4 separate regions of the Mus musculus genome follow, and regions 2, 3 and 4 are each linked to region 1. A link is a contact called in public HiChIP or PLAC-seq and promoter capture Hi-C data. All regions are on one chromosome and are shown on one strand. Each heading gives the region's core, a stretch centred on a gene start, on an enhancer-like site or on the middle of the called end of the contact. The rest is flanking DNA. Distances are from core to core; before and after follow the strand shown. Region 1 holds the start of Hkdc1 (hexokinase domain containing 1). Region 2 overlaps Macroh2a2 (macroH2A.2 histone). Region 3 overlaps Gm51765 (a long non-coding RNA gene). Region 4 holds the start of Rufy2 (RUN and FYVE domain-containing 2).

Region 1 (5,800 bases), core at 1,176-3,675:
GACATATGTACAGAAGCAATCAGAGCTGATGCAGAATTCGTGCCAACCTAATCATAAAAGCACACCAGGAGCAGAGTGCAAGGCTGCCTACAGAGCACACAAGAGGGCTTGGGACTTGAGGGAAATTAAAGGTGTGTTCAAGTAAACATCCCCATAACTTTGCAATGTTGACACTGTGAACACACACACACACACAAACACACACATAACTTTGCAATGTTGACATACTAAACTGTGAACACACACACACACACACACACACACACACACACACACACACACACTGAAGGCCCCGTCTGCCTTGTTCTTATGAATGAACCATCTCTGAGAGTCAATGACCAGGTGCAACCCAGCTTTATCAATAGGTCAAATACATCAATATATTGAACTGGAAACGAATGTCAGACAGTGGCCTTCTTTTTGACTTCCTGTCATTCTGAGATTTCCAAACACAGTGCAAGGGTCTAATGAATAATCTTGGAAGGCAAGCATCCCAGGACCTTGACAACTCCAGGGGCAGGAAGCGTGTAAACCGTCGGACAGGAACCACTGAATTACCACACAGACAACACACTTTGCCTTTAGACGAGCTGTTTTTGGCCTGTGGAGGAATGTCCTCCAAGCTGTGAGTCAGACTGGCTACAAACCAGTCTACTCACAAGCCCAAGAGACCTGCTGGGCCCTTGATTAGGCTTGGGGGATTCATGACTTTCTTGCTTTTCACCGTGAGGGGAGGAACTCAACCCAGGTATTGACAGAGGCTCTGGAATGCCTTGTTTGAACCTGTTCCTGGGCTGGTGGACAAACATGCTCCAGCCTTATCCCAGGCTAGAACAAAAGGTGAGCCACTGTACGGAGTCGGGGGGATGAAGTGACTGCAAACTAAAGGTTTCAGTCTCAAAGATTATCCTTAGGGCTGGCCTCTCCGCCCAGCTGGGAGAAACAGCAATGAGTTCTGAAACAGGGCTGCAAAGGACTTTACACCCCTCAAGCAGTCAGCAGAGGGGGTTCTGGGAATCTAGTCCAACAAATGACAGAATGAAAAGCTGTCAAAGCAAATGGGTTTCTACTCTCCGGCTTGCCCTGGCTCTCATGGACTGCAGACAGGCGGCGTTTACCCACTAGCAAAGAAGGGGCTACAAGGGGGCCATACTTCTTCTTTCAAAGTTTGAAAAGCATTTAGAAGGCTAGAGGAGGCATCTGCCAGTTTCAGTGTACTGTTAGTGCCCGGGTGACCTTGGCAGAGTCTGGTTGCCCAGAGGACTCCTGTTGTCAATGGAGATGCTACATCCTCCTCCTTGCAGCTGTCAGCAGCCAGTGAGTGTGACCAGGGACACAGGCTGCACTCATTTTAGCTGCCAGGAGATAATCCTGGTCTCATCAGTCAACTAGAGCCCATCTTGATTTTGTAGCTGGGGCAAAGTAGCCAAAAAACTCTGACCTATTAATAGGACAATAGGACATGCTGAAAATTACAACTGTGTTAAAATGTACATGCCAGCCATGCCGAGTAGGTTGTAATTCCAGGCACTTGGGAGACTGAGATTGTAGTCTCAGACCAGAGTGGGCCATATAAGACCCTGTGTCAAAATCATAAAATAAACCCCAGGTTTTCTCTTGGTGCCTTTATTTCCATTTGATTTCAAACACATGAATAATCGGATGCACTTTTAAAAGTTCTCTTTCTAGCCGGGCGTGGTGGCACACGCCTTTAATCTTAGCACTTGGGAGGCAGAAGCAGGCAGATTTCTGAGTTCGAGGCCACCCTGGTCTACAAAGTGAGTTCCAGGACAGCCAGGGCTATACAAAGAAACCCTGTCTCGAAAAACCAACCAAACAAACAAACAAAAAGATCTCTTTCTTTATAAACGACTCACCTTCGTCGTGGCCTTGCCCCTAAATGGCCCTGAATTGGGCACAAAGTTCCTAGAACTTTTTGAAGACTTCCAATTTCCCATATTTGCCAAGAGGCTCTGACTGAAAGCCGGGACGAGGGACAATGAGCAATGTGGGACACTTACTACCTCTTCCTCCCTGAGACATTCACTGGTATTGGCTCCCTGTATCTTTTCCAATAAAGTCTCTTAAATACTTTTTCCTTTCCTGCTGGGGCTTGAACCCAGGACGTTATAGAAGCTAGGTAAGCACTCTAGAGCTGCCCTCCCCACCCCTGCCCCAGTGCCTTAATTCCTTTTGCTGTTGAGAGGGAGTCTGTTGGGTCTGTCAGCGTAGACTGGGCCAGACACCTCAGCTTCAGAGTCCTTACCTTCTTGATCTGGTCCTCCTTCAGCTTGGTGAAGTAAAACGCCACCAAGTGTACTGCAAACATGTTCCCAAGTGCGGTTGTTCCCGAGAGCGCCGAGTCTTCAGTACACTCTCTGTCTGCGGAGTGCTGCACGCCTCTAGTTTGGGCGGGGAGGTGGGTGCTTGGGCTAAATACTTCCAGCTGCTCGGTTCAATGATTAAACTTCGCCCGTCTTTGGTCCCTCCCTCCGCCACACACTCGATTGTCTAACAGGAGGCTCTGGTGGGAGCTGAAGGTAAGCAGAGGGGAAGGCTGGGGATTGATGGCTCACTTGACTATTTGAGAACTGAGCATCGAGAAAATCTTGTTGCTAAGTGACACACTAAGGCCTGTGCTCTAAGACCACTCAGCTAAGGAAAAGCTTGTGAGAAGTTGGGGGTGGGGTGGGGGGAGCAAAACAGAGCCAATTTATGAACTAAATCCCAGTTCCAGAATTCCTCTTCTCAGCGAGGCAACAGGACTGTAGACTCCTGGTATCCTAGGCAGCGTCTTTGGTTTTGTTTTTTGTTTCCAGATGGGTTTCACTGGTATTGGCTCCCTGTATCTTTTCCAATAAAGTCTCTTAAATACTTTTTCCTTTCCTGCTGGGGCTTGAACCCAGGACGTCATAGAAGCTAGGTAAGCACTCTAGAGCTGCCCTCCCCACCCCTGCCCCAGTGCCTTAATTCCTTTTGCTGTTGAGAGGGAGTTCGTGTTATAAGGAGTACTGTGTAAAACTGGCTGCTCTGGCTGTGGACCAGGCTGGCCTCGAACTCAGAGATCCACCTGCCTCTGCCTCCCGAGTACTGGGATTAAAGCTGTGTGCCACTGCTGCCTGGCTTCTGAGGCACCATCTTAACTAAGGCTAAGCAGTGTCCTGGTCCTGCAGATTCAAAAAAAAAAAAAAATGCTGAGACAATTCCTCTACTGTGGCAGATAAGCTAATGAGAAGTAATCAATACTCCACAGTGGTAAGCCAGACAGCCTTTAGTAGCTTGGGGCTGCTCTCTCTCTCTCTCTCTCTCTGTGTGTGTGTGTGTGTGTGTGTGTGTGTGTGTGTTGGGAGGTGGGGGCATTAAGAATGGAAGCCACCAGGCCCTGCTGGAGTGCTGCGCAGGAAGGATGTACTACCATTGAGACACCTGGTTTCTTGCCCTCTGCTCTCACCATGCGTGGTATGAGAAGGATCTGCCACATGGGAACACAACCTTTTGCAGTCCTCCCAGCCACTGGCTGGTTAGTGAATTCAGTGATGGCCAGCAAGGCCATCCACTCCAGGATGGGATATGAGATTATGACAAGGAGTGGGCAGAAGGAAAACAACCAAAATCAAAGACTTCTACAGTGTCCAGTAGCCTGGGAGTGAGGCAGGCAGGCAGGCAGCCTATGGGATTTCACTGAGGCAAAGGACAGCAAAGGCTGTTCGTGTTATAAGGCGTACTGTGTGTTGTCTAAGCACAGGAGAGCATGTCCCCTTCAGGTGTGAGTTAGCTAAGTAACCTGAGGCTTAATGACTATTAAAGGTCATGTGCATCCAGAGTATCTAGACAGACCATTTTGTAGCAGCTAGCCCAGAATGTCTGGGTGTGAAGTCATTAGCAGCCGCTGCCATGGATGGGGACTTTATTCATCCCATCTTATAGATCAGGAAGCTGGCCCTGAAGTGCTTAGTGTCTTCCTCAAAATCACGGTTGTGAATGCTTCAGCCAGGAAGCAACCCCAGAAATGTGATTCCAGAGCCCAGCTCATGACCAGTACTCAAGGCCAACTCTCCAACGCACCTTCCACCCAGTGCTCATCTGGTAACTACTAAGACTCTGCGAGGTTGAAGTTTCAGCAAAGCTGGAAAGTTAAGCACAGACAGCATTTCAGTAGACCCTCCCCAACAGGGAAAGGGGTTTCCTGAAAAACAAAGTCCTGACTCCACTCTTCCAAACACTAAGAAAACACACTGTAAAATTCAGTCGACTAGCCGGGCATGGTGGCACATGCCTTTAATCCCAGCACTTGGGAGGCAGAGGCAGGCAGATTTCTGAGTTCGAGGCCAGTTTGGTCTATAAAGTGAGTTCCAGAACAGCCAGGGATATACAGAGAAACCCTGTTTCGAAAAAACAAAACAAAACAAATCAGCCAACTAGATGGCTACGGGCACCCAGTGTCTCTTGGCTTCCACTGACCAGGTGGCCTCTGGATAAGCTGTGTCATTCTGGTCAGCTTATATCCTCAACTCTGCCTGCTCTTCTGCACACTCTTCCCAGTGACAGCAATGACTGACCGCTGCCTGCTTGGGGCCTTTCACGGCTGCCTCTTTTCAACGCACCGGAAGTCTGCCTTAGGCCAGTCTTCATGAAATGATTACATACTTTACCCAGACTGACATAACAGCCTCCCTGATGGGGAAACCTCGACCCTTTCCATCTGTTTACTCCCAGGCTATGACTTTTATCTCCTTTGCTTATCGCACAAGCAAACAAAAGGTTAACCTTCAGTTCCAGAAATGTAGAACTGCTGCTACTCGGGGTGGTCTCAGACAACATCCTGGGCAGCCTGCCTGTCCAAGAACCATACTGTTACCTCAATTACCTCCCAAACGCCTGGGTGCCAACAAGGCCATCCACTCCAGGCTGGGATATGAGATTATGACAAGGAGTGGGCAGAAGGAAAGCAACCAAAATCAAAGACTTCTACAGTCTCCAGTAGCCTGGGAGTGAGGCAGGCAGGCAGGCAGCCTATGAGATTTCACTGAGGCAAAGGACAGCAAAGGCTGTTCGTGTTATAGGGAGTACTGTGTGTTGTCTAAGCACAGGAGAGCATGTCCCCTTCAGGTGTGAGTTAGCTAAGTAACCTGAGGCTTAATGACTATTAAAGGTCATGTGCATCCAGAGTATCGGGACAGACCATTTTATAGTAGCTAGCCCAGAATATCTGGGTGTGAAGTCATGGACTTTGCTTAAGGACACACTGAGTATTACCACTGTTGTAATAGGTAATACGGATCGCTCACTTGACCTAGGACCTCAACCAACTCAGGAAGAGCAGCTCTCTACACACACACACACACACACACACACACACACACACACACACACACACACACACACACACACACCCCTTCCAGAGTTCTGCTTTGATCCATTAAGGCCTCATCTAAGCCCAAAGCAGCATGTGCTCTCCTTTAGGTACTGAGCCTGGCAGGGAGCCAGGCAGGAGGGCCAGACAGCCCACTAAACCTTCCTATTTACTTAGAACGCATGTGGCGCTTACGAGGTGCTTTGCTGTGTTTAATTCCCACAGCAATGACCACACTCTCCACTTGACAGACGGAGGGGCAGAGCCCCACTGGTATTTGGTGGATCAGAAATTCCAACACAGGCCGTCTGGCACCAGAGCACAGGAAAATCTGGTTTTGTCTGGAAATGCAGCCCCAGCCCCAGAGAGCAGTGGAAAGCACATAGGCCCCAGGTTCTCCCTTTGGCTCTCCCTTCCCTCAAGGTGAAAGGCCAAGATTCACTACCA
Region 2 (5,800 bases), core at 1,911-4,410, 670 kb before region 1:
TCTGAAAAACCTCAATCCAAACCTTTCCAAATGCCAACACAACACGGCCAGTCCAACATTCCACACCTGGTCTCTTGTCATGGGTGGGTCACTGTGCTATGTGTGACACATGACTGGACCCCATCTCCCTTGGGAGCATGGGGAAGGTGTTGTGTGTTGCTCAAACACTGTTCAAGTCTGTTGAAGTCACTATCAGTGTTAATAATAAAAAGTTCTTCTGAAAGGCATTTTAACAATTCATGTATTCTTTATGTGTATGAGTGTTTTGCTTGAATGTCTGTCTGTGCACCCTGTGTGTGCCTTGTGCCCATCAATGGCTTCGCCTGAGTGGCGTTTTTGGCTCTCCTTTTTGTAACACAGGCAGAGGGGAGGACATAAAAACGCAGCAGCGAAGGCAGACTGGCAGCAATAGTGGCAGCTGCGTGGCAGTAGCAGCAGCAGCGGCGGCGGCAGCTGAGCAGTTGGCAGGATGAGCTACCAAGGGGGCCAGGTGCCGAATGACAGCTGAGCTGTTTGAGGTCCAATCACTTGCACCTGGGGCCTCAGGCGGAGGGACAACTGAGTCCGAGAGAGCTGTGTGGACACTGGACTGGACCCTGCCACTTCTCCAACCCCCCAGGCCTTACCTATCTCTTCCTTGAGGTCGATCTCGGCTGTGGTTGGGTGGACGATGCCCTCCACCCTCATGGAGCCAATATGGCTGATGTCACTCTGGGTCAGGGATAGCTGCGTTAGGAAGAAAAGATGGTGACGATAGGAAGAAGATGAACTTCCTCATTGAAAAGCGTTTCAGTGTAACGGTCAGCATCGCTTTTCTCAACCATCCAGGTTGAGGGTCAGCACAGGGGCTCAAAATACCAGTGGTTTCTTTTGTTTTGAGAAAGGGCCTCAGGGAGCTTAGGCTGGCCTTGAATTCACTGGGGAAGCCAGTGCTTGTCGTCAGCTCCTCTGCCTCTACCTCCCAATGCTGGTATCACAGCCCCAAGCCACCATGCTTTGGAGACCAGCAGCCTGCCATCATTGCCCGGAACAGACATGGACTCTCCCATCTTCTTTCTCTCTTGTCATTTGTGTGTCTTTTGTTCCTCACCCCGGTCACCCGGGTCACCTCTGGCACATCTCAGTAGCTGTGTGGAAAGTAGCCCAGGCTTGCTCTCTCCTAACTCCTTCAGGAGTACAGAACTCTTGGGAGGATGTCTGTGGTCTTGCTGGGGACAAGGAGTGGGCTCTGGGTTCCCACCCTGCCCTTACCTGTGACAACTGCCACCCCCCAACCCCTCTTCTGTGCTAGGGGTCCATTCAAAGCTTTGTGGGTGCCAGGGAAACATTCTATCCTTGAGCTGCACCCTCAGCTGGAGCACCACATTCTTGGAGCTGTCTTATGTGGTTTTGGCAGAGTAGAAGGAAGAACATTTCCCAGTGTCTTCTCCAGGGAGCAGGAACCTTCTGATTCTCTAGGTAAGTTTGGGAGCAAGTCCTTGGTCCTGGAGGAGACATACATGCCACCTCTTTGTGTCTCGGTTATTATTATTTTTTTAATATCAGAAACGAATAAGGAACCTGCCACTCTCTGCTCCCTGGAGACCTTGTGGTCCCCAGCTGTCTGGATGGGGCTACATCTATCTCACTTGATGCAGGCTGAGACCAGGCAGCACGCAGAGATCCGCCTCACTGGCTACTTCTTCCCTGTGCGTCTTATTTCAGCCCCGGGTTGGCTCCGTAGACAATCTGTCTGCTCGGTGAATTTGACGCTCATAGAAATGAATTATTTGCATGTCTGGCAGGATGCTGAGAAATTGCTGGAATATACCCTGTTAGGTTTTTATCTTTTTCCCCTCCCTGCAGCTAAGGAAGGAAGGCAGACTGAATAATTGACAAATAATTCATTCCTAGCACCCGTCATATTCAAGAAACATATATTGCTATTCTCTGCCTCTGTTAAATGACATTTCATCATGGAAGCTAGGCCTCTTCAAGCCTGGCTGGCAGTTAGCAATAGATTTTTCTTGGTGGGTGAAGACATAGCTGGGGCTTGGGGATTCCCCAGCAGAACCAGGATGCCGTCCTATTGTCCCGATCCTCTAGGCAGACTTTAGGCTGACCTAACGTTGACCAGCACCCAATAGCCTGCTCTAGAAATATTTATGACACCTGGACGGAGGAGGCATCTCAGCTTTGTGAGCAGTGGCATATACAGAGGCACTTACTGCAGCCCAGTCTGTGTTATTACCTTCTGCCCCAGAACGAGGCTCTTCGAAGACAAGATGGTGAAGCCATCTCCCGGCCCATCCTCCGAGGTGGAATTTGATGTTCCTTCTTTATCGCTGTCCTTTGCTTTAGACTGTGGGTGAAACCAGAGGGAAAGATGAGGACCAGTCCAGAGAGGTTCCCACCCTGGGATTGGGGGACAGTCTTTCCATGGCCACTAACAGCGTGAGTATAAAGGGAAGTGGTCAGGCGACAGACGCTGGACGATCTGTTCTCAGTGAATGTGGCTGTCAAGTGTATTCTGCTACTGAGTTGCATTCCCGGTCCCTCTCTGCTCCCTTCCACTCTACTCTTCTCCCTCTCCTCTCCCTCCTCCTCTCCCTCTCTCCCTTTCTTTCTTCTCCCATCTTTTTGATGGTGCAGGAAGAAAACGTTTTCAGTTTGGAAACCTTCAGTTCCAGGGAGCGGGAACTTCCTGATTCTCTAGATAAGTTTGGGAGAAAGTTCATAGCCCTGGAGGGGACATACATGCCACCTCTTCATGTCTCAGGGTTTTTTTTTTTGTTTTTGTTTTTGTTTTTTTTTTTTTTTCAATACAGGGTTTCTCCCATATAGTCCTGGCTGTCCTGGAACTCACTTTGTAGACCAGGCTGGCCTCGAACTCAGAAATCCGCCTGTCTCTGCCTCCCAAGTGCTGAGATTAAAGGTGTGTGCTACCACCACACGGCTTTTTTTTTTTTTTTTTTTAAATATCAGAAATGAATAAGGAACCTGTCACTCTCTGCTCCCTGGAGACCTTGTGGTCCCCAGCTGTCTAGATGGGGATACATCTATCTCACTTGATGCAGGCTGAGGCCAGGCAGCACGCAGAGATCCGCCTCACTGGCTACTTCCCCGGGTGTGTGTGTTTGACATTCATACACACCCATCATTGTGCCTTGCCTACCCCTCCCCCTATCGGAGGGTGTCTATGGGTTGAACTCAGGGTGTCAGCCAATCGTGTGCTTCTGAGCCATACCCCAGGCCGGGGAAACAGTAAACAGGAAAGAAACGGCTAACACAATATGGACGGTGATACAGCTCAGTGGGTAGAGAGTCACACGTAGGAAGCCCTGGGTTTGACCAATAAATGAGGCCCAATAGCATACAACTAATCCAGGAACTCAGGAGGTGGACACTGCAGGGTCAGAAGTCCAAGGTCATCCTTGGCTACATAGACAAGTGAGGCCAACCTGGGCTACAAGAGCTACTGTCTCAAACAATGAAACCAAACCAAACCAAACCAAACCAAACCAAACCAAACCAAACCAAACCAAACCACACCTGGTATCATAACAATGATTATGGGAGCCCACAGGCCCCTGTAGTCTTTTGTGTCTAAGATTTATAAGCACCTAAGCCAATGGTTCTCAACCTGTGGGTCTTGACCTCTTTGGGGTCAAATGACCCCTTCACATAAGAGTTGCAAGTCAGCTATCCTGCACATCAGATATTTACACTGTGATTCATAACAGTAGCAAAGTCGCAGCTATGAAGTAGCAACGAAAATAATTTTATGGTTAAGGGGTCACTACAAGGTGAGAGTCTGTATTAAAGGGTCACAGCACTAGGATGTTTGAGAAGCACTGAATTCGAAGCCAAGCGGCTAGGTCAAGAAGCTACATTCACGCTGGGCCTCCCTCCTCACCAGGATTGTCCTGGGGCCCAGTGGCAGTGGCACGAACTCTTGTATGCTATTTTGTTATGGTGGAGATCGGCAGAGCGACAATCTAAGCACTCTGTTGTTTCTCTGAACCGCCAGTGATGGAAGTGTTTGGTGTCTCTGCTGCTCAGGGCTGCTGCGCATGTGAAAGGTTGCTTACTGGATCTGAGGAGCCAAGCTTTCAATGGAATTATTATTACTGTTGTCGTCGTTGTTTTCGAAACGCTTGGGAGAAGGCCTAGCACCTCTCTCCCCAGTCCCCTGCATGCTGGGTGATGTTCCACCATTAAGCTATACCTCTAGTTAAAATTTTTGTTTTCGAGACAAGGTTTCTCTGTGTAGCCCTGGGTCTTGGAACCCACTCTGTAGACCAGGCTGGCCTTGAACTCAGATATCCACCTGCCTCTGCTTCCCGAGTGCTGGGGTTGAATTAAAGATGTGTGCCACCATGCCTAGCTCCAAACTCCTGCCACTTTGACTTCCTGCTCCATGATGGTTTATATCCTTGAACTACACTCCTTCTCCCTCAAGTATTTTATTACAGCGTTGGGGATAGGGAAACCAAGGCGGACACTAGCCTTGCATGTGAAGGAAGTGTCCCCACGATATCGCCACTGCTCAAAGATCCCACCTAATCACATCCCTTGGGGGTTACGTTTCCAGAAAGAAGCAGGGTGCCTACTATGGGAATAGCTGGCTCTCAAAAGGCTCCACCGCTCACCTTCTTGGACGTCCGTGGCTTGGTGGCCTTGGATTTCTTACCCCCCTTCTTGCCTGATGCGGCCTTCCTTCCTCTTTTCTCTGGGGGTGGGGAGAGGATCGTCTCTGACTTGCCTTTGGTCCCTCGCTTCTTGGCCAGCAGTTCGGGGTGGATTCTCGGCAGGACACCCCCACTGGCGATAGTCACTCCTTTCAGTAGCTGAGAGAGGAATGTAAAAAGCTGGTCAGGCCTGCGCAGGCTATCTCCGGTCTCAGCACTGGCCAAACAAGGCTTAAGTCTGGCTTCTGCTCAGCTAACAAAAAGTGATTATCACAGAGCTACCGGCTCACTCATCCTACGCTTGCAAAGCGTTTCTCAACAGGCATGAGGTTGTTTGTGGTCTTGCAGAGAAAGCAAAACACAGAGGAATCAAAGGGTCAGAGAAGTCAAAACTGGCACGATGCCCGGGGCCCTGGAGTTTTCAGATGACAGTGGAGAACAGAGAGCTTCACGTATGGGAAGCACAGCTGGTTAAACCTGGGTTCAAAGGTTAACTCAAGAATGAGATCAGGCTCAGTGGTTAAGAGCACTGACTGCTCTTCCAAAGGTCCTGAGTTCAAATCCCAGCAACCACATGGTGGATCACAACCATCTGTCATGAGATCTGACACCCTCTTCTGGTGTGTCTGAAGGCAGCTACAGTGTACTCAGATATATAATAAATAAATCTTTAGACTGAGGCGAGTGGGGCCGAATGGAATGAGCAGAGGTCCTGAATTCAAATTCCCAGCAACCACATGATTGCTCACAACCATCGGTACAGCTACAGTGTACTCATATATATAGAATAGGTAAATAAATCTTAAAAAAAAAAAAAAAAAAAAGAATGAGATCCAGTGGCTCGCTCGCACACTCTCAAACCTGTGTCCCATTAGGAATCTACACTTGGCCATGAACCTCCCAATGGATGCATTTTGAACAATCAGAGGACAATCATATATTCTGCATATTCTAAATCAGAGGGTGGTCTGAACCCACACTTTATCCTCCACCCCCTAGCCGTCCATCCGTTACCAGAGCAGCACAGACACCTTGGGAGTCTAAAAACATCTACAGCAAATAGACAGTTATTACAGCATTCTTTTGCATGACTTTGTAGCAATCCATTTTTATCATATTTTTTTGGCGGA
Region 3 (5,800 bases), core at 2,265-4,764, 590 kb before region 1:
GTTGAGACTTTGCAGTTTGGTGCTTTTGAATGTAACTTTTCCCTTCCGAAGTATTTTGCATCTGCCACTCGGTTGTTTTAAAAGCCAGCAGCTGTTTTCACTTTTAGATGAAGCCCCAAGAGGTTAAGAGGCTCGGTCAGGGTCCCACACCTGTTAATGAGAGACTCCAAGCTCCTCTGGGCTCCTACTGCCTAATCCCCTTCTCCTTGGCTGGCGCCATCTTCCTTCCATTAGTCAGGAATGAAGGCCCTCTTTAATCAGCCTTCGCCTCCTGAAAGATATTAAAGTATATGATTTCTAAGAAGAAGAAGGGGGGGTGGGGGAAGAAAAAGGAACAAGATGTAGAAGATTTGTGATTTATTATCCAGATCAACTTCCACTTTAGAAAAGACAGGAACAAAATATACAATCAGTATTTACATTTTTTTTTTACAATGGAAAATATTTACACCAGAGAGACTAGGAAATGGCAGCGTGAAACTCCAGGATGTCAGAGAAGCGCAGGAGTCCAGTTGCAGCGCAGAGCCTTGCCTTTACTGCCTCCTCTGGAGTCTAGTCTGATTCCGGGAGGCTCCCACTTGCCCCTGTTGCTGATTGAGGTGGTGATAACGTTTCCTCTTGGTATTTCTAGGCCTCTCCCAAACGCCTTTGGCTAGTATACTTAGTCCCTGATCTTCCCACATCTTTCTGGAGCAATGGTTCTCAACCTTCCTGAGGTTGTGACCCTTTATTAGAGTTCCTCATGTGGTAGTGACTCCTTCCACCCCCAACCGTAACATTATTTTGTTGCTACTTCGTAACTGCAGTTTTGCTACTGTTAGGAATCGTCTGTGTGGATATCAGATATGCGGATCTGACCTGCAACTCTCAGAATGGTTGAGACCCATAGGTTGAGAACCACTGCTCTGGAGGATTTCACCTTTGACATTTGGGACACTGATGACATCGGTGTGGTTGGAGTCACCCCCCCCTCCCCCACGACTTCACCTGCGGGGGCAGGGGGTTTCAGTGTTCTCTCTCTCTCTCTCTCTCTCTTGACAGTGTTGGGGGTTGAACCCAGGGACTTGGGTGGGCTAGGCAAGAGCTACTCAACCCAAATATGGTTAATTGTTTTTCTTCCTTCTTTTCTTTCAGAAGACCTCTCTAACTTAAAAGAGTGGTACACGTCTCTGGGCAGCATGCCAAGGTCATATTTCAAAGACCAAGTTAATTTTCATGGTGAGTTGGTTTTTTTTCTTTCCATTTGGAACATTCCAGTCGCACTGAACTTTGATTCCTGTACTTTGTAAAACTGAGGGTTGGAACAGGGTCGGGGTCGAAGACACAAGCCTCTGTTCTCTGGGAAGGCCTTAGACTCCTGCGGCACTTCTACGGCTGGGGGCTGGGGAGAGACCACCCAGCAGGCTCTGCTGTGTGGCAGGCCATAGGGTTTTAATCCGTGAAGAAGAGAAGGAGCGGGGGTATTTTAAACAGGCAAGGATTTGTATTAGCTGGGGACACAGTGTCCCCTGCACTTGTGGAGTGCTGACCCTGGCCACCTGGGGGTGTTTTCCCTCTCTGGCCATTTAACCTGAAACTTACTGAACAGAAGAAAGGGAAATGCCTGTCTCTGACCCAGAACATTCAGTTCTGGCCAACTGAACCACTGATAACCGGAAATCAAGTCAGAAACGGAAAGGGAAAACCCAGCAGAGAGCCCAGGTTTTTGAAACAGCGCCTGGTAGCGGGGAGGAGCGTCTGAAGCCTTGAAAAGGGCCAGGCCCAGAAGTCCGCATCTATTAGCAAAGCGCTTTCCCCGTGTCAGCACAAAAATGAACAGACTTTCTGTGTATCCCAGGGGATTACAAGAAAAGTGAAAAGAGTGCACAGGCGGGGGCAGAGAAATCAAAATGAAGAATATAATAAAACCACACCGAAGAGGATCAGAATAAAACAAAATAAAGGAAAGAAACAGAACTGAAGACATCAGGACAGGAGGAAAGGTGCTGGCAGGTGGGAAGCTGGCAGTAAGCAGAGCGACAGACGTACACTGGGTACGGGCAGTCAAAATCCCAGCTCACCAAGTCCTGGAGAAACAACAGAAAGTCAATTCATAGTTAGGTACACCAACGAAGCCGGTTTAAATACTGTACCAAATGCACCAAATAGGGAAACAAACGTTTCAACGGGAAGGTCCAGAGAGAAGCTGCGGAGTGACCGGATGCTTCAATAGCAGCTGGAAGGACGCGCCCATGGCGCTGGGTGGTGGGTGCGCAGTTTACAGGGGGGTTATTGGAAACCATCAGTTTTCTCTAGAAGCTGTTTGCCTGGTGGGATGGCATTTCCGCTATCTCCCTGAATTAGGCGGTGGGGCACCTCGTCTTTCTTAGAACTCAAGCTCTTAGACACATGGAATTACGAAATGTCTTTTTCCAGTGGTAGCTAGAGGCGACTTTGTGCCTGGTGAGCTCTAGTCCAGTCACGCGGGCTTGTAGACCCGAGTTGGTGGAGAAAAGCCACGGTGAGAGACACAGGACCTCAGCCTGGGAGGGCCCACAGTTTCAGTATCACAAGGGTGTGTTTGAGCCCGGGGCCATTGGATGCTAACAAAAGCCAGCGGGCTCTAAGTTACCAGCCAGCAGCTTTTGTAGTCAGTATTGCTCCTGGGCAAGGGCTCAGGTGACACCTGCTTCATAACCCGGTCTGAATCCAGCCATATTCCCAGAGATGTCACCCATGGATAGACCCACAGGGACCGATGCCAACACGTCTGCTTGGCCCAGAAAGCACAAATGAGTATGTCAACAACTTCATCAAATCGCTGATAGACCATTTTCACTGTAGAGCGCATGCGTTGACGTTGAGCACTAACCGCGGTGAAGCCAGGGACTGCAGAATCCCAGTAGTTCATGAGAAACACCGGGAACGTAGGGGGACTCGACGGCCAAAGGGCTTGCTTGCTTGTTTTTGGCCAAGTCGTAAACCAAAGAGCTGGTTTTAAAGTAAAAGAATCATTATTCCTTTGGTCTTCTCTATTAGAGATGCAGTCCCAGATCCCAGCAGCCCATACACCGGAGGGAAACTAGGTGCATTCCCAAAGAAAAACAAAGACACATCTGGAAGCATTCTGTGAGGCTTTTCCAGCATGGGGGATACTCAATCGGCCTTTGTTCACAGTCCTCCATCATGCTTTGGTGGGCAAGCGGGTGACCATCAGCGCTGGCCTGAGCGGAGTTAGGCTTTAAATCTGAAGGCCCGCGTGATTGCGAGGTTATGAAGAGCAAAACTTGCAGATACAAGGACAAATATGAAGGAAATCAAAGAAAAGTTCCTGAATCTTACATCCGGTGCTCCTTTTTCATTTAAGCTCTGAAGTTGGCCACTCTTCTTTATGGAGATAGTGTCACAGACCTGGAGTCTGTTTCGGGGACAACTAAATTAAAAACCAACAGGAAGATTCCTGGCTCTGCTTTTAATCACGAGGCCAAAACAATGACAAGGTGGAGCGCCTCTTCCCTAATCACAATAGATCAGACTTAGAATGGAGACCCAAGGGAAAGCAAACACAAGTATTAGGTTTCTCTCTGGTGGGAACAGAGAACAATAGAGCTGGGGGGGGGGGGTCAAGGTCAAGACAACTTTCAGTGTATCTTCTTCCTCTGAAGTGGAACCTTGCAGAGCTGCGGGGGTGGGTGGGTGGTTGGGGAGGAGAATGGGGGTAGAGGCCCAAAGTGATGGGGATGGAGGCAGGAGATAGGGCCAAGTGATCTGGGAGGGGTGGGGGTGGAGGGTGGGGGAGAGAATTGGAAAATGAAAAGGCGGTGGGGGGATGGTGGTGGAGAGTGCTAGGATGAGACAAGAAACCACCAGGGGCTGATGGGAGCAGGGGCAGAGGTAGAGAGAGCAAGGGTGAAGGGACCATCTGAACTGCGGGCCTGGGGGGCCATTTTCTTTGGAGAGTGTCATATCCGGGACAGGACTGCTGAGGGTTTTTGAAACCAGTTGGTGAAGACCCAGAACAGCACAGGAAGGTACAAACCCTCCCAGCTCTCTGACTATCCATTTCCTCCAAACAAGAAGCAAGCCACAGAGCTCTCTGCATGGATGTCAAAGCCAACTGTGGTGTCCAGGTACCTGTCAGCCAGGAGGGGTTCTGGGTGTTGGCAAGTGAACTCTTTTTGTGGTAAAGCACTTTGGGGTGGGGTGGGGTTTCCACACAGTTCTGCAGGCACCAGCTGTGCAGGCTCTGGGATGCCATCGATGAAGAGGTGCAAGTGGCCTCCAAGGTAAGGTTTAGCGGATGAAAACGGAAGATCAGAGGAGAAACCATTCAAAGCACAAATGAAAAGATTATTTTGCTTGAGTGTCCACACAGACATCACAGACAGACACACAGAAGGTGCCAGGAAACTGGATTCAAGCAAATGGCCTTTTCATTGACACAAGAGACCTGCAGCGTGGGCGGGTCCACAAGAAAAACAAAAATCACAAATAACTTCATCAGGGTCCAACCTACAGCGTCTTGGACAGCTTGGCACCATTCTGAAAATTAATTTCTGGTGTTTAGAAAATATAACCAACCCTTATTCATCGAAATGCAGTGCAAGACATGGGGGGTGGAACCTGACCTACAGACACTCTGGGATGGTTTTTTTTCAGGCTTAAGACATGAGGGTGCCCATACGGAGAATGTCCCCAGATGTATAAGGAGGACACAGATGGGCAGCTGAAAGGAGGAAGGATGCTGGGGCGCAGGAACCAGCATTCCCGTTCTCACCACGAAACAGCCTGGGGGTGGGGGTGGGTGAGGGTGGCTTTGGGGTAGCCAGGGAAAGAGAAAAACCTTATTTAACTGGGTAACTAGAATTTTAAAGCAAGAGGTATTATTTTTGTAAGTTGTTTGCTTTTCTCTTTCAAGAAAAGGAACCCTATGGACGTTTTTGGAATTTGATTTTAGAAAGCAACTTCCCGGGCTGGGGAGCGGGTTACTTAGCATCCAAGTGACTCCTCCCTCGTGCTTCTTTGCACGCGTGAGGAAAACCCCTTTTGAGTCCAGTTTCACCAGGAAATTTAATGACCCTTCCTTGAAGATTAACCAACACCCCCCCCTGTTTTTTTTTTTCTTCTTCTTCTTTTAAACACGAATATCTACTGCCCATCCCTGTCCCTACCCCCCTGTACGGCTCTTTCCATCTTCCAAATTTTTTTCCAGAGCTAGTCGTTTGTCACTTGAAGACAGGTAGCAAGTGAGATGTTGAAGTTGGTACTCAGACTCTAAGGCTCTTGGCCAGTGTCCCCTAGATAGCAAGCTGTGGCCAGGGCAAATACAGAGACATCAGGAGTGTGTGTGTGTGTGTGTGGGGGGGGTGTTTGGGAAACACATTTTCATTGGCTGTATCTTACGAGGCGCAATTCTCATTGGCTACACCTTAGGGCGGGGGCACATTCTCATTGGCTGGAGGAGTTTCGGGACGCTTACTTTGGCAAACGCAAACTGTTTTGCCTCCGCAAAAACAGTCTTTGGAATGAATGGAATGCAAGTAAAATGTCTCCTTTAAAATGGTTTCACAGTCTTTTTCACAGGGAGCCGTGGGACCCAGCAGAAAAGGTGATCAAGACGATGTTTATCTTCTTCCACTGGTGCTGATGCTGAGCCAGGTCTGATGGCAGGTGGTGGAGACTATCCAACTATGTACAAATGTCTAGGATCCCGCAAGCCATCCATAACCCTCAAGCCCATTTGCAAATGATATTGGAGGCATTCACTTCTCACATGCCCTGGGAATGGCGGGAGGGCTGGATAGCCGGTATTCTGGCCTTG
Region 4 (5,800 bases), core at 1,559-4,058, 560 kb after region 1:
AAATGTTCCTAGGCTTTCAGGGCCTGGGTAGGTCAGGTCTCTGTTCCAATTCATCTCCCACTTATATTAGGACTCTTTGTAAATATACTTCTCCGTGTATGACAATCTCACATTAAAGAAAACTTTCCCACTACTTATATAAATTGGAGGCTGACCTGGGCTACCCAAGACCTGTCAAAACCAGAAAAGGGCATCTAAAAGCAGAATTCATTCTCTCAGGTAAGAACGCACAGGTGTAAGCACATACACACAAAACAGCAAACCTCTTAGGGAAAAAAGATGCTTCCTCGACATTTGTTAGACGTGCTGGACACCATTGCATCTAATGCATCATTGTTGGGGTACAAGAGAAAACCAAAGCAACCTGAGGTGGTTTGAACATGCTTGGCTCATGGGAAGTGGTGCTATTAGGAGGTGTGGCAGTGGAGGAAGTTTGTCACTGTGGGGGTGGGATTTGAGGTGCTTTGCTTAAGCTCCGCCCACTGTGGAAGAGTCTCCTGGCTGCTTTGGATCAAAAAGTAGACTTCTTGGCTCCTTCTCCAATAACACATCTGCTCGCATGTTGCCATGCTTCTTGTGATCCTGGACTGAGCCTCTGAAACCAAGCCAGCACCAACTGAATGCTTGCCTGTAGAAAAGCTGGCTTGGTCCTGGTGTCTCTTCGCAGCGATGAAACCCTAAGTGAAACACAAGAGCCCAGCAAAGCATGATCTTTATTTGAATTAGGCAGCAAAATCTGGCCGGCCAGAGACTATAGCACAGACTCGGGAGACTGTGCCTTTGAACGTTCATCTTAGCAGATGACAAGTTTTTATAGTGCTCAGGCCACTACTGATTGCTCACAGACACAGAACAGACTTCGGAGTTCACTATGATCCAGAAGAGAAATTGTACAGCATCTTTAAGGATGGAACCCCAAAGCATGGGCCGGGCCATAGCATTGTCCAGCATATTTTAACACAAGGGGGTTGAGCAAGGACTTAAAACATTGGTGACTGGGCCTTATCAGGGTCACCTGGTTTCAAGGTCCTTGATTCAGATTTGCAGTCAGGTCTCCCCCTGGACTCTGGTCTGGAATTCAGAATGATAAGGGAACAAAGGAGTGGGCAAGCTGCATGCAGTCAGGTAGTTCACCCCCAGCAATGCTTGCATGCCTTGTTTTAGATAAGGCAACCCCCCCTTTACTGGATAACAGACAAACATGAAACCCCTGAAGAAGCAGAATAAGTGTTGGGTCTGGGGCCTGGGACCATGAACTCAGTTTTGACTCTGCCAGCAGAATGGACGTTGGTCCCGAGACAGCTGGATTCAGGCAACTATCTCTTAACATTCTAAACCAGAGTGTTGAGTTAACATTGTGACTTGCATCTGTCTACCCACTTTTGGTGGTTTAAGTTTTTGAGATGGGTTTATTAGCTCCGGAATCAAGATCTGCTTGCTTTTGCCTGAAGGGTGGATCCCGGGGTTATAGGTATATGACAGGCAGCACACCCAGGTGCCTGTTGCAAGTTTTATCTATGGCAAGTTGAAAGGCAGGAGGAAGCATTCATGTGTGTGTGTGTGCCTGTGCATTTTTTAAAAGACAGCCCTGTATAACCCAGGCTGGCCTTGAAATCTCGAATGTCTGGGAGAATGATCTTGAACTGTGTTGTACAGGACTGAGTCAAAACTACCACTGTTTTCAGCAAACTGGCCTACATCTGCTTGCAAAAGATCACAGCTGGGCAAGTTGACTTGAATTCCCTCATAGGAGGGCAGGGAGGGAGGGTCATGGGACCTTCACAGGAACAACCAGTCTTTCTCTTGCAAGCTGTTGTATGCAATTCTACCCTAACTGCAAATGGCCTTAGGGAGGAACTAACATATAGGAAGGGAGGGGCTAGTGGAGGGGTGACTATCTGCAGCCAGGAAGGAGTCATCATTCCTAGAGGGATTTCGAAGTCCTCCCCAGTATCCCCCATAACTCACTGCTTCTTCAGCGGGAACGGTGTTAATCATTTTTGGTGTGTCCTCAGAATTTTGGAAGCATTTGGTAGACGTTGTTTACACCTCACTAAGGAAAGGATTTTTTTTTTTTTTTTAAGCAACAAACACTCTAGGTCTTTCCTCCAACTCCTAAGAGTTGGTATTTTCTAGGTCCACCATACCCGCTTACAAAGTATCACATTTTGTTACATGGAACTGGGGTCTTGTGTCTTTCCTCCAACTCCTAAGAGTTGGTATTTTCTAGGTCCACCATACCCACTTACAAAGTATCACATTTTGTTACATGCAACAGGGGTTTTGTAGCTATCCTTAGACGACCTGGCACTTGTTAGGTAGCTCAGAGTAACCTCAAGGTCCTAGCAGTCCTCCTGCGTCCACTCCTGTTGAGTGCTGGGGTTAGCAGCTGGATTTAGTGTCTTCCTTTGAGACTAGGCGAGCTTCAAATCCATTATGTAAGTGAGCCTGGTCTTCAACTACGGATCCATCTAACTCCCATCTCTCAAATGCTGGCATTACAAGCCGCCGGCTCTGCTAATTGTGTGAGGTTTTCTAAAATCTGTCGGCTAGCTCCGAGTCGGCCGGTGTGTTCCTTAAACCCATCCAGCCTGCAAGGATGAAACCTTGACAGGTAGCTTGAGGCCCGCATCTACATCCTCCCTTGGCGCTGTGCCCCAGGTCCCCGTCACGCCTCTTTCTCTGACGCTGTCAGGGTTGGTCAAATGGGGGTTGGGGTGGGGGTGGGGGTGATCGGCGGGGACCAGCTTCACGCGGCCGTGGCGTCCTCCCGCCGCCAGGGGCGCTGTGGCAGCGCCGAGCCGGGCCAGACGCGGTGGCCGCCGCGCGCCTGCGGGGAGCTGCTGACCCGCTCCGCGAGCCCGTGTCCCGCACGCACCGCCGCCATGGGTAAGGGCAGCAGCCGGGGTCACCATCCTTCGCTTGGGTCACGCAGTCACCCGGGAACCGGGGGCTCCCGGGGTCTCCATGGCAACGTCCGCCCGCCCGCATCCCTGCGCCCCGCCCGCCCTGGGGCCTGGCGGCTGGGGTCGGCGGACGGGCGGGGACCAGGGCGTCCAGGGACAGGGATGGCTTCCCAGTCACGCGGATGCAGGGCGGAAGGCTGGGGAGGGGAGCGGTGTAGTGCCAGGAGCGCGCTCCGCGGGGCCCCCTTGCAGGCTGGGGGCGCAGAGGGAGCGGGGCCGCCTCTAGGGACTGCCGAGGAGCCCCACCTGCGGTCGCTGCTGCACAGCCGCTGTCCTAGGCTCCTCCGGTGCAGGTTACAGGTTGTGATGAACACTCTTAAAAAGAGAATTCTGCCGATTATTAAACGTCAGGTGGTTTCACTTCGGGAGCGGGGGTGGACGGAGGGAATCACACCTCGACGGAGAGTGGAGGAAAAGATGTGGCCATATCCTTCATCACCCAGCCGGGCTGTTTCAGATTGCGGAGGAAGTCAGCCTAAGAGAGCTGGGATGCAAACCATAGCCAAGTGCCAGAGCAAGGGGACTCTTGTTTTGTTATTCGAAACGGGTTCTCACTGCATAGTCCTGGCTGTCCAGGAGCTAGCTATGTAGACCAGGCTGGACTCGAACTCAGAGATTCCCTCCTGCCTCTGCCTCCCAAATTCTGGAATTAAAGTGTGTCGCACCACGCCCAGCTGTTTTGTTTTGTTTTGAGTGGGCCACTAAATTGTGAACGCACTGACCACCTGGGTTTGTCATTTACTTGAAGGTTGTTTTTGAGACAGGTCTCTCTATATAGCATTGGCTGCCTCAGAACACTCTGTTTAGACCAGGCTGGACCCAAGAATCACAGACGCTGGGACTACAGAAACAGCTACATGGCAGAGTTCTCTGGAGATTAATAAATGTTAGGTTTGGTTTTCACATCTCTTTTGCTATCTTCGCAGAAAAATATTTGTGCCACTCGGCAGTGTTTAGAGTGTTGGGGGAACAGCTGGTTTAAAAAAAATTATTTTTATTTTTAATGAGTGTGTACCTGAGTGTAGGGGCCTCCAGAGGCGTCGGGTCTCCCTGGAGTTGGAGTTAAGCGCTTACCACAGGTATGGGGAATTAACCTCTTTCCAGCCCGTACTAGAATTTTTTTCTTTCCTTTTTTTTTTTTTTTTTCTTTTCTTTTGACCTGGGAGTTGTGTTTTTTTCGAGACAGGGTCTTACTGTGTAACCCTGGCCGGCCTGGAACCAATCTCCTAGTTGCTTAGGTCAAAGGCACAGAAGACTACCTTGGGTTTGTCAAAATATTTTGATTTTTTTTTTTTTTTTCTGTTGTTGTTGTTTTCCCTGTGATGTTTGTTCTGGGAGATTCTGGAATCTGATAACTTTACCTTTTATTTTGTTGCTAGTGTATTTTGATTTTTTTTTTTTTTGAGACAGTTTTAATATGTGGGCCTGGCTGTCCTCACTCTGTAGACTAGACTAGCCTCTAACTCAAGTGCTAGGATTAAAGATGCAAGCCACCACTGCCTGATTTTGAAATAAAGGTGTGTATGTGTGTGTGTGTGTGTTGACCTCAGAGGTCAAAAGAGGGCATTTGGCCACCTGGTGCTAGAGTTACAAGTAGGTGTGAACCATCTTAGTGGATGCTGGGAACCAAATTTTGGCTTTTTGGAAGAACAGCAAATGCTCTTAATGACTGAGCCATTTCTTTAGCCTCTTATTCTTGCTTGGAAATCATTAGACCTAGACCATGCCTGCTACCCACCATTTGCAAAATCCTCAAACATGTGGCTTGTACTTGCAAGCTTATCTTTACTGAAAGCCATTTTACCTTAAGATGTGTGTAGTAGGTAGGCACAGTGGGCCGTGGCTAGTGATTGTGTGCGTGCGTGTGTGTGCTCGAGCACGCAGTAGGTAGACACAAATGTGCTGTGCCTGATAAATGACGGTCAGAGACATTCTCTCCGGCTTGTGGGTTCTGGATGGAGCTCAAGTGGTCCGTCCCGCACATCCTCTCTAAGCAATCTCACCAGCCAGAAAATAAAGCTTATTATTCTCTGTGTGGAGTCTTGAGGATAGTTCATAAGCATGGCCACAGTGGGCGTGGATGGTGCTTTGCTGTGGCTTGTGAGAGAGAAGAAAGAGGCCGTGTTGTGGCAACCTGGCCTGAGGAGCTATCCGGCTGCCAAGCACGGGAGAGCAGACTTCCACGGGGAAGGACAGATCTGTGGATTCGCCACTGTTGTCTTGTCCTGGGGATGATGTTGGGCTTTCTTGCATTTTTTCAGCTACAAAGGACCCCACAGCCGTGGAGAGAGCCAACCTGTTAAACATGGCTAAACTGAGTATCAAAGGGCTCATCGAGTCTGCCCTGAGCTTCGGCCGCACGCTGGACTCTGACTACCCTCCTCTGCAGCAGTTCTTCGTGGTCATGGAACATTGTCTGAAACACGGCCTGAAAGGTATGACGAGACCCCCAAATCAGTCGGCCTTCCGCTCCCTTGCTTCTCACCCTTGATGTCCTTGGAGAAATAGTTTTTTTTTTTTTAAAGATTTATTTATTTATTATATGTAAGTACACTGTAGTTGAATTCAGATACACCAGAAGAGGGCATCAGATCTCATTACGGGTGGTTGTGAGCCACCATGTGGTTGCTGGGATTTGAACTTCGGACCTTCAGAAGAGCAGTCAGGTGCCCTTACCCACTGAGCCATCTCACCAGCCCCGGAGAAATAGTTTTAAGGCCATAGTTGCCGTCATTATTTTTGCATTTTATTTTGTTTTATTTATTTATTTTTTTAAGATTTATTTACTTATGAGTACACTGTCTCTGTCTTCAGACACACCAGAAGAGGGCATC

The links. Promoter capture Hi-C pulls out the DNA fragments that hold promoters and counts their contacts. HiChIP or PLAC-seq counts read pairs in DNA pulled down with a chosen protein or histone mark.
Region 2: a contact with region 1 is called in a promoter capture Hi-C map of liver, with 2.6 times the contacts expected there. The contact joins the enhancer-like site here to the promoter of Hkdc1 in region 1. A contact is called at or near these places in 5 of 39 promoter capture datasets (embryonic stem cells, liver and neural stem cells), 1 of 115 datasets of contacts at active chromatin or transcription factors (cardiomyocytes) and 1 of 9 other capture datasets (embryonic stem cells).
Region 3: an H3K27ac HiChIP or PLAC-seq map of embryonic stem cells shows a contact between it and region 1, with 3 times the contacts expected there. The contact joins the enhancer-like site here to the promoter of Hkdc1 in region 1. A contact is called at or near these places in 6 of 39 promoter capture datasets (the C10 cell line, cranial neural crest, hippocampal neurons and 2 more), 1 of 115 datasets of contacts at active chromatin or transcription factors (embryonic stem cells) and 1 of 9 other capture datasets (embryonic stem cells).
Region 4: a promoter capture Hi-C map of cranial neural crest shows a contact between it and region 1. The contact joins the promoter of Rufy2 here to the promoter of Hkdc1 in region 1.

The regions. Positions count from the first base shown.
Region 1 is chr10:62,420,032-62,425,831 of GRCm38.p6, forward strand. It overlaps Hkdc1 (hexokinase domain containing 1), which reads right to left and starts at 2,426. Exons shown (of 18, transcript NM_145419.1): 1 at 2,267-2,426. The coding sequence starts at 2,329. It overlaps Gm30322 (a long non-coding RNA gene), which reads left to right and starts at 2,475. Exons shown (of 3, transcript XR_380484.3): 1 at 2,475-2,540.
Region 2 is chr10:61,747,046-61,752,845 of GRCm38.p6, forward strand. It overlaps Macroh2a2 (macroH2A.2 histone), which reads right to left. Exons shown (of 9, transcript NM_207000.2): 4 at 4,632-4,829; 5 at 2,231-2,341; 6 at 627-726. Among named protein-coding and RNA genes, the nearest start is that of Mir5108, 25 kb to the right of the region's middle. Within about 2 kb of position 3,161, at least 33 of the 459 cell types and tissues checked have an H3K27ac peak or open chromatin away from gene starts, as enhancers often do. A contact at or near this core is called in embryonic stem cells and liver, where this site is marked.
Region 3 is chr10:61,825,602-61,831,401 of GRCm38.p6, forward strand. It overlaps Gm51765 (a long non-coding RNA gene), which reads left to right. Exons shown (of 3, transcript XR_003948879.1): 2 at 1,135-1,218; 3 at 5,563-5,800. Among named protein-coding and RNA genes, the nearest start is that of Gm40674, 17 kb to the right of the region's middle. Within about 2 kb of position 3,515, at least 8 of the 459 cell types and tissues checked have an H3K27ac peak or open chromatin away from gene starts, as enhancers often do. A contact at or near this core is called in embryonic stem cells, where this site is marked.
Region 4 is chr10:62,977,444-62,983,243 of GRCm38.p6, forward strand. It overlaps Rufy2 (RUN and FYVE domain-containing 2), which reads left to right and starts at 2,809. Exons shown (of 18, transcript NM_027425.4): 1 at 2,809-2,889; 2 at 5,228-5,401. The coding sequence starts at 2,886.